Regions from separate parts of the Mus musculus genome. Here region 2 is linked to region 1. Evidence: chromatin contacts called from public promoter capture Hi-C data. All regions are on one chromosome and are shown on one strand. Each heading gives the region's core, a stretch centred on a gene start, on an enhancer-like site or on the middle of the called end of the contact. The rest is flanking DNA. Distances are from core to core; before and after follow the strand shown.

Region 1 (7,347 bases), core at 2,606-5,105:
ATATCACCTAAAGAGATAGAAGCAGTTATTAATAGTCTCCCAACCAAAAAAAGCCCAGGACCAGATGGGTTTAGTGCAGAGTTCTGTCAGACCTTCAAAGAAGATCTAATTCCAATTCTGCACAAACTATTTCACAAAATAGAAGTAGAAGGTACTCTACCCAACTCATTTTATGAAGCCACTATTACTCTGATACCTAAACCACAGAAAGATCCAACAAAGATAGAGAACTTCAGACCAATTTCTCTTATGAATATCGATGCAAAAATCCTCAATAAAATTCTCGCTAACCGAATCCAAGAACACATTAAAGCAATCATCCATCCTGACCAAGTAGGTTTTATTCCAGGGATGCAGGGATGGTTTAATATACGAAAATCCATCAATGTAATCCATTATATAAACAAACTCAAAGACAAAAATCACATGATCATCTCGTTAGATGCAGAAAAAGCATTTGACAAGATCCAACACCCATTCATGATAAAAGTTTTGGAAAGATCAGGAATTCAAGGCCCATACCTAAACATGATAAAAGCAATCTACAGCAAACCAGTAGCCAACATCAAAGTAAATGGAGAGAAACTGGAAGCAATCCCACTAAAATCAGGGACTAGACAAGGCTGCCCACTTTCTCCCTACCTTTTCAACATAGTACTTGAAGTATTAGCCAGAGCAATTCGACAACAAAAGGAGATCAAGGGGATACAAATTGGAAAAGAGGAAGTCAAAATATCACTTTTTGCAGATGATATGATAGTATATATAAGTGACCCTAAAAATTCTACCAGAGAACTCCTAAACCTGATAAACAGCTTCGGTGAAGTAGCTGGATATAAAATAAACTCAAACAAGTCAATGGCCTTTCTCTATACAAAGAATAAACAGGCTGAGAAAGAAATTAGGGAAACAACACCCTTTTCAATAGTCACAAATAATATAAAATATCTCGGCGTGACTCTAACTAAGGAAGTGAAAGATCTGTATGATAAAAACTTCAAATCTCTGAAGAAAGAAATTAAGGAAGATCTCAGAAGATGGAAAGATCTCCCATGCTCATGGATTGGCAGGATCAACATTGTAAAAATGGCTATCTTGCCAAAAGCAATCTACAGATTCAATGCAATCCCCATCAAAATTCCAACTCAATTCTTCAACGAATTGGAAGGAGCAATTTGCAAATTTGTCTGGAATAACAAAAAACCTAGGATAGCAAAAAGTCTTCTCAAGGATAAAAGAACTTCTGGCGGAATCACCATGCCAGACCTAAAGCTTTACTACAGAGCAATTGTGATAAAAACTGCATGGTACTGGTATAGAGACAGACAAGTAGACCAATGGAATAGAATTGAAGACCCAGAAATGAACCCACACACCTATGGTCACTTGATCTTCGACAAGGGAGCTAAAACCATCCAGTGGAAGAAAGACAGCATTTTCAACAATTGGTGCTGGCACAACTGGTTGTTATCGTGTAGAAGAATGCGAATCGATCCATACTTATCTCCTTGTACTAAGGTCAAATCTAAGTGGATCAAGGATCTTCACATAAAACCAGAGACACTGAAACTTATAGAGGAGAAAGTGGGGAAAAGCCTTGAAGATATGGGCACAGGGGAAAAATTCCTGAACAGAACAGCAATGGCTTGTGCTGTAAGATCGAGAATTGACAAATGGGACCTAATGAAACTCCAAAGTTTCTGCAAGGCAAAAGACACCGTCAATAAGACAAAAAGACCACCAACAGATTGGGAAAGGATCTTTACCTATCCTAAATCAGATAGGGGACTAATATCCAACATATATAAAGAACTCAAGAAGGTGGACTTCAGAAAATCAAATAACCCCATTAAAAATGGGGCTCAGAACTGAACAAAGAATTCTCACCTGAGGAATACCGAATGGCAGAGAAGCACTTGAAAAAATGTTCAACATCCTTAATCATCAGGGAAATGCAAATCAAAACAACCCTGAGATTCCACCTCACACCAGTCAGAATGGCTAAGATCAAAAATTCAGGTGACAGCAGATGCTGGCGTGGATGTGGAGAAAGAGGAACACTCCTCCATTGTTGGTGGGAGTGCAGGCTTGTACAACCACTCTGGAAATCAGTCTGGCGGTTCCTCAGAAAATTGGACATAGTACTACCGGAGGATCCAGCAATACCTCTCCTGGGCATATATCCAGAAGATGCCCCAACAGGTAAGAAGGACACATGCTCCACTATGTTCATAGCAGCCTTATTTATAATAGCCAGAAGCTGGAAAGAACCTAGATGCCCCTCAACAGAGGAATGGATACAGAAAATGTGGTACATCTACACAATGGAGTACTACTCAGCTATTAAAAAGAATGAATTTATGAAATTCCTAGCCGAATGGATGGACCTGGAGGGCATCATCCTGAGTGAGGTAACACATTCACAAAGAAACTCACACAATATGTATTCACTGATAAGTGGATATTAGCCCCAAACCTAGGATACCCAAGATATAAGATATAATTTGCTAAACACATGAAACTCAAAAAGAATGAAGACTGAAGTGTGGACACTATGCCCCTCCTTAGATTTGGGAACAAAACACCCATGGAAGGAGTTACAGAGACAAAGTTTGGAGCTGAGATGAAAGGATGGACCATGTAGAGACTGCCATATCCAGGGATCCACCCCATAATCAGCATCCAAACGCTGACACCATTGCATACACTAGCAAGATTTTATTGAAAGGACCCAGATGTAGCTGTCTCTTGTGAGACTATGCCGGGGCCTAGCAAACACAGAAGTGGATGCTCACAGTCAGCTAATGGATGGACCATAGGGCTCCCAATGGAGGAGCTAGAGAAAGTAGCCAAGGAGCTAAAGGGAGCTGCAACCCTATAGGTGGAACAACATTATGAACTAACCAGTACCCCGGAGCTCTTGACTCTAGCTGCATATATATCAAAAGATGGCCTAGTCGGCCATCACTGGAAAGAGAGGCCCATTGGACTTGCAAACTTTATATGCCCCAGTACAGGGGAACACCAGGGCCAAAAAGGGGGAGTGGGTGGGCAGGGGAGTGGGGGTGGGTGGATATGGGGGACTTTTGGTATAGCATTGGAAATGTAAATGAGTTAAATACCTAATAAAAAATGGAAAAAAAAAGAAGTACAACACCTGTTTAGATCGTCAAAATATTAGAGCAAAGAAGAAAGTCATAGAGGCAAAGGGGAGGGAGGTTGGGGATGGAGGTTTTGCAAAAGGGAAACTGGAATGGGGCTATCATTTGAAATGTAAACAAATAAAATGATTAATAAAAAAAGAGAGGGAGAAAAAAGAAACTCCCATATGTAATATTTATCCTTTAAAATTAACTAATATGTATACCAAAAAGAAGAAGAAGAAGAAAAAGAAGAAGAAGAAGAGGAAGAAGAAGAAGAAGAAGAAGAAGAAGAAGAAGAAGAAGAAGAAGAAGAAGAAGAAGAAGAAGAAAGAGAGAGAGAGAGAGAGAGAGAGAGAGAGAGAGAGAGAGAGAGAGAGAGAGAGAGGAGCTAAGGTATAAAACTGCTACCTCAGTAAGGTACCTTTAAGTTTTTAACTATATACACAGCCCCCCCTCCCTGCACTGCTCTGCTTTCTTCTAGGTGCACCCCCCACCCCCACCCCTCACCCCCATAGACCTTTAGGCCGTGCTGCTTTCCTGGACCAACCTCTGTGTTAGAGACACAACAGGAATGTACAGCAGGGCGGGACTCTTGCCCGATTTTGAGAAAGACTCATGCGCAAACCAAAAGCCTTATGAGGATTTCCTAGATGGTTCTCTGTGACGTCACAGTATCCAGACTACATCTCCCAGAAGTCTGTGCGAAGGAATTCCTGGAACTCAGGTAGGGTGATTGCTACTGTTGCTGAATTTGTTTCTGGAATCCCACAGTAGAGTATGGGAGAAAGATGCAGAGGCTGGAGGAGAGCCAATGGGAGTCAGGCTCGTGTTCACCGTCAGATCCACAACAGGAGCTATGTGAATGTAAGTTGAGCCTGTGACAGAAATGTTAGGCTTACAAGTCCTTTCTGGTCTGTATGTTGTAATTTTAATCTTATTACAGCCTGAAGAAATCACGCTGACTCGGTTGTACTTTAAAATATGCAAGTAATACACTAATGTGGGAAGGAAAATCATCTTAAGAGTCATTGATTTCTTTTAACTCCCAGCGGCTCTTGATGCCTCTTTGGTTCTCACGCTCACTGAAAATGTCTTGTTTGACATGGCACCAAAATTCTCACAAACTTACAAAACATTTGTCCAGCCCCATACTTAGTGGCCTTTCAACTTAAGGACACTTGACTGTAACTTTACTTTCTTTTCAAAGTCTACTTTTAGGGATGGTCCTTAACCACTTTACCCTCCCTTCTAGCACACCACCCACCAGAGGCAGTGAGAAAAAGATGATGTGGGGCAAGTGGACCTGTGAAGAAAGGTTCTTTGGAGCAACTCCTGTTTGCATTTTCAGGAAATCAGCAGTCCAGTTGATAGTTCGGCAGCAGCAGCTCAGTCCACTTGCAAACACTTCCTGGATACACCAGAAGTCCAGTTTGGTGGTGTCGGGATAGTAAACTCAAATCAGCAGCAGTGGCAGGAACAGCTAGGCCTCAGCCAAATCAGCACGAGGGCCCAGGAGGTATGCCAGAAGTTCTCTGCTGTGCCTCTCTCAGCAAAGCTGGGATCCTTGAAGACTTGAGACCAACAAGCACTGTACAGCCGGCTGCAGCAGCAAGCCAACCTTCACTGTCCAGCCAGTCCTATTTACACTCCCTCCAAATATCCTGAGTCCTCCATGGGTCTTGCCACAGCACATGTCTTGCCTCAGTGCGTGGGTCTGTCTCAGCTTACATCACTTTGTCAATCAGCCTGAGTCTGTGGAAGCCACAAGAAACTGCAGCATGGCAGCAGCAGTTTTTATTTTTTTCTTTTCTTTTTTTTAAAAAATATTTATTTTATGCCTGTGAATACACTGTTGCTCTCTTCTGATACCTGAAGAGGACATTGGATCCCACTACAAATGGTTGTTGTGAGCCACAATGTGGTTGTTGGGAATTGAACTCAGAATCTTTGGAAGAGCAGACAATGCTCTTAACCACTAAGCCATCTCTCCAGCCCCAGGAGCACAAGTTTTTTGGTGTATTTCTCTCTGTGGAGTCCTGACAAATGTCTGCTTCAGCGAAATGTTCTTTCATGTGTCTGCTTTAGCAAAATGTCCTCTCACCTGTGTCTGCTTCAGGAAAACACTCCCTCACATGTTTGCCCCAGCAAACCCCCATGTGACACAACTGACTTTCCAAAGAACCCTTAAGTTTCCACTTCACTTGACACTCTTTTGAAACTCATTATCCATTCTGCTATCCCAACAGCAGCGATTGTTGAAAAAATTAACCAGCACGCAATTGCTTTTCTCACTTATTTATACTCGTGAGCTCAAACACATTTGTTGGATGTTTGCTAAGTGTGCTGTTACCTTAAAGGAACCCCGTGCAAGGTGAGCAGACTGGACTACTGTTGCTGCTTTCTTGTGCTCACATCCTGAGGTAAGGGAGGCAGGACTTGTCCACCTGCCTGTGGTGACTGCAGGAGCCTCCTGAGCAAGAGCTGCATTCTTGGCAGGAGTGGGGCTTCTGGTCTGCATTTCTTTACCTTTCGGAGACCTCAGGAGATCTGGCGGCGGAGACGCAGCACCTGCATGGAACAGTATATGGTACGAATGCTTTGGGACTCTGCTTTGGCAAGGCCCACGGAAACCCCTTTCCACTTGGTGAGGATCTGTGGGGAATTTGGTGGCCTCTATGTATATTCCATAGGTTTCATGTACTACAATCCTCTCTTTACTTTTGCCATGCTGTCGATACTCATAGCTATATTTAATTTTAGTTTGTTGGTCAGAGGCGAGAGCGGGATCATTCATGCTAAAAGCCTTGTGTATGATTCTGTTTTTCTCAATTGTGTTGAGAAAGCCTCCTCTCTTCTCTCTGCCTGTATAGATTCTCCAGATGTGACCATTAATCCTGGGTATTTTGGGACACATAATTGTATTGCTGGAGCAATAGCCACAGTCACACTGAGTAAGCCTCTGGTGGTTGTGGAGAGCAGTAGACTCTGCTTGCCTGTTCTGAGGAATCTATGTCTGATCAGCAGAGACCTAAACTGAGGTAGCTATGTGATGAGAATTGGTTCTAATACTTTGTCTTATTCAACTCCCAGAATCACGTGAGAATTTGCATGTTCGGGCTCTAAAGGAAGCCTGCCCCCAGTTGGCTTTGATTGGGAATAAAGTGGCCAAAGGTGACTGGCTTGGCATGGTGAAACAAGCAGGAGTTTTAGATTGCATAGGTAAAAACTGAGGTAGAAGGAGGAGAAGAGAATTGCCATGGCTCGGGGGCAGAAGGATCAGATGTAAGAGCTGCAAGAGAGAAGTCATCCAGCAATGTAAGTGGAAAGGGAAAGCAGCCCTATAGGTGGGTGGGTGGACTGCTCAGAAGGTCACAGGGCAACAAAGATAAAATATAGATTTAGAAAGTGTGAAGCATGGAATACTGGAGGGGAGTCTGTGATAGCCCTGGGGAGGTTTAGAAGTGACCCATTAATATAAAATTAGCTGGTGTGTGTGTATGTGTGTTTCATTTTCGAATCCAGAGCTCTTGGGCAGGTGCAACGCACGGGCAACCTGCCTGGAGCCAAAGCAGATTAACAATTCACTGCTACAGCTATGCATCATCTACAGAAATTAAACGCGGTTCCTGGAAAGATGATCTCAGGAATTGATAGGCGCTTATCAGGAAAGGTCGCTGAGAACAATGAGTGTCTTTCTACAATTAAAAAGTATTAGAGTATTGTGACACAGGGGTGATATGTGATAACTGGACATATACCCCCAAATGTTTAATCTGTCTCTCACCTTGCATGACTGTGTAACCACCTTTGCTACCCTCTGGGTATGTGCTCATGCGTCTAGGGCATGCCTAGCTAGTCATTTTGGGCCAGCAGGAAGCAGGAAGTGGAACTAGTGAGCGATTTTTGTAATGATGGGGTTTTTATAAAGCTAATGTAATGATTTAATAAATAACCAATCATGTCACTGCTTGAGTGAGCAGGATTGTGATTGGATAAAGATGGCTCAAGCTATTTGGGACCACTTGCTTGAAAGTCAACAGGTGATCAGTGTCTTCATTTGTGCCAATGTACCTTTCCTGTCTTAGGACCTGAACCTTGTTGCTGGACCTGGCCATTGGCAGAAATCTTACCGGCCATAGAGGCCAGAGCCCATACTCACTGTGTCCAGAGACTGTATGTTGGTATTCCTTCTCAGATGGGAAGG
Region 2 (7,347 bases), core at 2,991-5,490, 360 kb after region 1:
AAGGATATGGGGATGAAGGATCAGGTGTAGGGAAAGCCTGGGAGAGAGGGGCCAAAAGAATGAGTAAAATTTGGTGGTGGGCCAGGTTGAGGAAGGGGATCATTTATGTGATATGCTGGAGATCTGGGATGGGAGAGGCTCCTGTGAGCCTATAGGGGTGACACTAGTTGAGACTCCTAACATTAGGGAAGATGCAACCTAAAATGGTTACCTCCTGTAGCCAGGCAGTACTCCCAGGGGAGAGATGAGGATGCCAAACCTTCAGCTCAAAATGTGTCCTGCCTACAAAAAGTGCATGGACAAAGATGGAAAAGAGACTGAGGAAATAGCCAACTAATGATGGGCCCAACGTGGACAGTTTCCATGGATAAGAACTTTCACTGATACTCTGTTAGGCTTGCAGACAAGCCTGGTTTAACTGTCGTCTGAGAGGACCCATCCAGCGACTCTCTGAAACAGATGCAGAGACCTACAGTCAAACATTATTAGCCAGAGCTGAGGGAATATTGTAGAAGAGTTGGGGAAAGGATTGTGGGATTGGGAGAGGGTAGGGACTCCACAAAAGACCAACGGAGTCAACTACTAACCTGGACCCTTGTGGGTTTCCAGAGAGGGAACCACCAAGCACAGAGCATACATGGACTAGACCCACAGCTCACCTCCACACATATGTAGCACAAAGGCCGCTTGGCCTTCATATGGATCTCCCAAAGCCTGAAGTGGAGGTTATCCCTGACCCTGTTTCCTGACAGTGGAGCCTGAGTCGCGATCTGGGCTGCCTCACCTAGCTTCATTGGAAAGGTATGTGTCTACTCCTCCAGTGACTACATGTGCCAGTAGGGGTTGGTCGGGGAGGAAGGAAGTGGTGCATGGGGAGAGGGGCAATGGGAGGGGGTCCTGGGAGAAGACTGGGCGGGGGGGCTGTGATTGGGATGAAAAGTAGCTAAATACACAAATGAATGGACAAGAAAGAAGAAAGAAAAGTGTCCTTGAACTCACTGACAGACATATTTTAAAGGCAGAAAATGACATCAACCTGTGCTTCTCGGGTGTATTCCTTTCTTCTTTTGATGCCCATCAAAATCAGTACAAATGAGGTTTCTGCATTCTTTTCATGGCCACTTGACATGCACACAGCCCAGACCAGAAACTGAATGACATCACCCAACACAGGACCCTTCAGAGTTTCCCAGAACGACCTGTCTAACATAACAAGGTTGCTGCCTGAGTCTGTTAAAATGAGTGAGTCGATTATTCATACCATCGCTCACAGTATTAGAATGAAATGAAAAGAGCCTCGAGGAAAAGGGCAGGACTGCAAGCATAGGAGACTGGACTCCTCCCTGAGGAAGAGGAAGGAAACCCACCTTGACAGATTACTGCCTGGATGGCGGTGATACCACATGTGACAGACAGTGGTAGATGCAGTTGTCATTTTCCATTGGCAGAGTCAGATGTTCTGAAAACTTTCAGGTAAAGTCAGACAGCCCATGGGGTCAGGACAGAAAATAATAGAGAATAGTCAGAGTACAAAGAAAGGCTAACATTCCCTGCTAGTCAAGCAAGGCAGAGAGAATGCCCCCCACCCTAACTGCTTGCACAGTAAATGTAAGCAAGATCCTGATCTTCAACACAAGTCATTAACAAAAGGATGCTAGCAAAATACTAGATTGGTAAGGTTTTAGGATTAGGAAGATATCAAGTGGATGGATTCTAGTTAGGTCACTGGTGCTCAGAACTGAGAGCAACAGAAGTAATTACTACACCCAATACAGTATGCTTTAAAAGTCTTTTAAATCAAGGGGTCTCAAGTAGCTTAGGCTCCCCTGAGTTGGCTATGAAGGAAAGGATGACTTTGAACTCCAGGATTCCTGATTCCTCCCCCAAAACACAGAGATGAATGACACAATAGGCTTTAGCTCACTTGTCTATCATAGGGCTGATTAATAGAAAATATACGACTATTTGGTGTCTGTAAGTTTATATATGAGCACCCTGCTGTACCCTCTCTATGTTGTAATGAATGTGTTTTGGTGTACAAGGTAGCATGTGATTCCCGACTTCATATACTGTTATATTTTCCCTACCGATTAGCATCATTAACTAGGAAATGTTTATTTATTCTAGATGTGGTTGCAAACTCATTGAAAATTCCAGTAGCTAGGACAAGGTGGTCTGAAGCCCATGCTTCCTGACAGTAGACTTGAATGCTGTAAGTCAGGCTCCAGCTCTGGCTCACAAACACTTGGTTTGACTGAAGAGTGATAATATAAGCAAGATCCCCTGAGATAGGGGAGGGGCTGTGGAGGAGAAATCCTGAAAACAAAAAACAAAAACAAAAAACCAAACAGACAAAAAAACCTGTGTGTATTCTGTGAATGCAAAACTCTTGTAAGGAGTCTGTGGGTGCAGAGTCTGATGGCCCACGTGGAAGTTCACTGAGAGGCAGAGCCTGGAATTCTGCAGGTTTAGGGTTAGCTGTCTTACCTTGGGCTGGTTTTACCTTCAGGGTCAGTCCTTGCCTCACTCTGTAGTCGGCCACACAGCTTGTGACAATAGATAAAAACCTCCCAGAATCCACTGACTAGGCAGAACATGAGCTTCTATCAATCCAAAAGCTAAAATCTCATCAGATGGTATCTTAGACATTGAAAATATCTCCAATGTCTCATAGTGCATGCCTCTATCAGACTCACACCAATGTATTTCAAATTTTCCTTGGTCAATGACATTATTTGTTCTGTACAACCATGAAACTGGTTCCATGTTGGAGTATGGAATTTGGTTTAAACTAAATCTATGTTCTTAGATCATGGCTACTCAAATAGCTGTGGACTAAACAATTCTCTTAGCCCTTTAAGAGGAGAACTGTGCATTTTTACATGAACATAAACCTACTATGTGTAAATCATAAGACCCCAAGAGTGCCACGGCTTTTGAAATTTATATTACAACTTTTCAAAATATTTATTTATTTATTTATATGAGCATTCTTTTGCTGACATACCAGAAGAGAACATCAGATCCAATAATAGACGGTTGGGAGCCAACAAGTGGTTGCTGGAATTAAACTCAGGACCTTTGGAAGAATAGGCATGCTCTTAACCAATAAGCCATCTCTCCTTCCCTATCTTACAGCTTTTCAAATACAGTTGAAAAAATTGGAGAATTCTTTCTAAAACTATTAAGGGTGTGTCACTAAACCTGAATGTCACATTGAGGGACAAAAGAAAATTTAAAAGAGTTCAGACACTGCTGATAACGTGAACTCTAGGAAGAAAAGCACGTGAAGAGACAACAATGTACAGAGTCTGGCAGATTAGAAAGCAATGCACAGAGCCTGGCAGATGAGCAGAGGCATTTCCCCCTTCCCTTTCAGACTTTCCAGTGCCACCCTGTGATCTCTCATCACCCCAAGTCGTCTCTCACATCTGAAAAGGAGTCAAAATTTTGGACACAACACATACTCAGAACTGTTGAGGTATTATTGTCTAGTGATTTTTAATCTTTAGTGTAAAATCCTATTTATTTGGATTGTGCAAACACTGGTTCATACCAACTACAAGATTATTTTGTGGTTTTATAGCCATGTATTGTCGCATTCAGGTCACAAAGGTGTCTATCAGAAAATGTGATTTGAATCAGGGCATCCGTGAGTCTAACAATTCATTCCAAAGGAACAGGAACTAACATCCCACACAACAGTTTGCCCTCCCTCACAGGATTCTTGCTCCTTGGACACTAGGAACTTTAGGAAGCTGTTTGAGCTCAAACCAGGAGTAGTCTCCAGGACATAACATACAGAGGGCGCTACAAGTCCAAGTGCTCTGTATGCCCTGAGAATCTGACTACAGTCACGTGAGAACGGGTCAGCTAGGTAATGATGAGTGCGCTCCCGTCAGCATCTCGGGAACAGGCAGTCAGCAGACCCAGCCTGCCCTTGCCATCCTGTTGTTTTCAACCTTCTCCCCTTCAAACCCGTGCCCAGGCGCAGCGGCCCAGCTTAGGTCAGCACAGCATCTCCAGGTCAGCAGCTTCCTGCCTCTCAACAAGCCCGAGCCAGCTCCCTCCGTGCCCTACCTGCCACCCTGCACAGCCCCTCAGACCTGAAAGAAGGCGCTGGTCCCTGCACCGAACTCCATCTCAGAAATCCAGATGCAGCGCTGAGCAGGACAACTGCATACATTTGAGGAGTGAAGTTTGAAGGAAGAATAAGGAAGTTCGAGTCCGATGGCCCTTTCTAATGACGAAACAGGAACCAGGACTACACTTCCCACAAGTCAGTTGGAAGGACTTACAGGGACCCCACCTAAGATGTCTTGTGCATTGCCTGCCTTGCGGTCCAGCTGTGGGCAGCTGAAGTTGGAAAGAACTAAGCTGCAGCACATGGGCAGCCACAGGGAAAGTGGGCTTTTAAAAAAGTCTTTGGTTACAGCAAGCGATGTTAGCCTGTGAGCTGAGTTTCACAGTAATGTTTATCACATTTCCTTGTTATCTCTGCTAAAACATTGTGAGATTAAAGCTTCGATCTTTCTTTCTTTTTTTTTTTTCCCCTTGGTTTTTTAAAGCACAGATTTACTTATGGAATATTACTACCGAATGGAAAATTCATGCTTTCATTGTTTATTTAAAATATGAAAGCAGGAAGTTAATGTAGGAGTGGGCATTATCTCTTTAATATGCTATCAAAACCATCCCAGGTGCTGAAGACAGAATTAGAAATCAAACTGAGTCACCACGAAGTGTTTTCTGAGCACTTGCTTTCCTCCTCTGAATCTCTCCCAAGAGGAGGGGCAGAGCTCCTTGGATCACAATGGTGTGTGTACTGGCTCTTCAATTTCCCTCTGTGTTTGGTTTGATGTTCCTTATTGATTTTCCTGTCTCCACTGATCCTGTCATCATTCACATTTGATAATACTTGAACATTACTGGTAGCTGCCTTGCACTTCCCTCACTTCTCCTAAACAGAACACCGAGATAGTTCCTCCTGGAATTCAAAGGTATCAGAAATATGTTCATATCACTGTAAAATGAGGTCGATGTATTAAAGAAGTTAGACTGGAAACTTGGAGTATGGAGAATTCCCATCTTTTCGTGGGAAGGTTTATTCCTGTGTAGTTCATGCTTGAGTTAAAGCTACAAATGGCATTACAGAAAAGTCTTCATACTTCCCTGAGGCACAATAATTCAAAGCCAAGCTGTTTCAGAGCAGAGACTGTGCAAAATCCCATTCCAATTTTTCTTCTCTAGGGAGTGTGTTTGCCTAGGGATCAGAACAGATTCCTTAACTTAGAAAAACTAGAGTCAACAAGCAGTACATTCACCTGGACATTTGATTGGCATGTCTGTTTAGAATGAGGTCATGAGTGGTCTGTCATCCCCCTGATGGCTGTAGTGAAGGGCATTGCCAACAACCAGAAGGACTTAACATTTCTGAGCATAGTTAGTTTTCCAATATGTGTATGTGTTGAGGTTTGGTATGTTGCTATGTATTGTAATACTAAATTTTATATCTGAAGGTCTAAGCTTACCATGGACCTCTCACATTTAAAAGGTTCTGTTGTGCAAACCTTGTTCCTTGATTGAAAACTATTAGTTAAATCAAATTTGGTACAGCCTATTACTGGAAGGACTAGAAGTAGGTGGCTTTTGAGTTAGGTGGTATGGGGTGGAGAAGAGAGAGAAGGAAAAGAGGCCAGGAAAAGGAGGAAGAATGGGTGAAGAGGATGAGCTGCCATGGGGGGGGGGTGTACATGGCTGGGAGAAACATTAAGTATCTGAAGTACACCACTGGGAAGGTAGCCAAGAAAGCAGTTAGAGGAAGAGTAAATTAGGGGTTGAACCCCAGTACTTGTCAAAGCCAGATGAAATAACCTCGAGTCTGAACCTCTTTTACTTGTAAGCTAGTTAGGGATAAGCCCTTATGAAAGAAAACATTTAATTGGAACTGGCTTACATTTTCAGAGAGTCAGTTCAATATCATCATGGTAGAAAGCATGGTAAGGTTTAGGCAGAAATGAGAGGTCTACATTTTTATCTGCAGGCAGCAGAAGGGGGTCTGTCTTCTGCATACAGCAAGGAAGAGGCTCTGGGTCACACTGGCCAGACTCAACCACATATATGAGTTATCCAAACAACACCTCCTGACATGCTTCCTGTAGAAAGACTATACCTCAAATCAGGCCATACCTCCTAACAGTACAACTTCCCATGGACCAAGCATATTCAAACTATCAGTGTCTCCTTGTTATACAATAATCAAACCACTAAAGATTAGAATCAGTTCCTCAGGAAATAGACAAGATTATGTTTTCAATAAAAAGATATAGACTGTGATAACTCTAGCTTGTGTCAATTTGACACAAAATCAACCAGTCCGATGGCCATGTAATTCATTACCAGATTTGTGAAACCTTTCAGAAGCAAGGCTAATAAACCCTTTCCTCCCCAACTTGCTTCTTGGTCATGATGTTTGTGCAGGGATAGAAACCATGACTAAGATAATTTGGTACTAGGAATGGGGTATTCATTTGACAACCTGACTATGTTTTGGGGAGGACTGTGGAAAGATTTTGGAACTTTTCGCTAGAAGATCCATTTTGTGTTAAGTGCTCTGTGGTATGTTCTATAGGAGCTTGGAAAATAATGTTAAGAAGAGTGCAGAAGATGGAGGCCTGGCTTGTGAAATTTCAGAGGGAATATTAAAGACTCTTATCAGAAAAAAAAAGAAAAGAAAGAAAGAAAGAAAGCTGAGCAAGCCAGTGGAGGCAAGCCAATAAGAAACATCCCTCCATGGCCTCTGCATCAGCTCCTGCTTCTTGGCCTGCTTGAGTTCCAGTCCTCACTTCCTTTGGTGATGAACAGAAGTGTGGAGGTGTAAACTGAATAAACCCTTTCCTCCCCAACTTGTTTCTTGGTCAAGATGTTTGTGCAGGAATAGAAACCCTGACTAAGACAATTAGTTACCATTGTCTAAATAACAGTCTTTATTCAGAATCATCTGAAATAAGTTTTTATATGCAAAAGAAGTTTCTCTGCATATTGAGAACTATATTAAGAGGTTTAGAAAAATCTGATATAAACATGAGAGTTCTGATTTGACTTCTGACTCTGAATTATGTTACTTATGTTTTCTGATTTATAACCTGCTTCTCCTGATTTATTGCCATCTGTGTAAAAGGTAGGAGCTTTCGAAAATATTGTTCATCTCAATAACTGAGGAAGAATCCAATTAGTCTGTGTGTGTGTGTGTGTGGTTTGTTGTTGTTTTTGCTTTTGTGGGGTTTTTTTTGTTAATTTCTTCCCCCCCAAAATTATTGCAAGTTCCTTGCCAATCCTTATTGATTA

The links. Capture Hi-C pulls out chosen DNA fragments and counts their contacts.
Region 2: a contact with region 1 is called in a promoter capture Hi-C map of liver, with 3 times the contacts expected there. The contact joins the promoter of Zfp729a here to the promoter of F630042J09Rik in region 1. A contact is called at or near these places in 1 of 39 promoter capture datasets (erythroid cells) and 2 of 9 other capture datasets (adipose tissue and liver).

Annotation. Positions count from the first base shown.
Region 1 is chr13:67,274,739-67,282,085 of GRCm38.p6, forward strand. F630042J09Rik (RIKEN cDNA F630042J09 gene) reads left to right here and starts at 3,856. Exons shown (of 4, transcript NR_033540.1): 1 at 3,856-4,007; 2 at 4,396-5,787; 3 at 6,234-6,458; 4 at 7,229-7,347. It also overlaps a transcript of Zfp458 not described here.
Region 2 is chr13:67,633,541-67,640,887 of GRCm38.p6, forward strand. Zfp729a (zinc finger protein 729a) reads right to left here and starts at 4,241. Exons shown (of 4, transcript NM_183146.4): 1 at 4,107-4,241. The coding sequence starts at 4,142.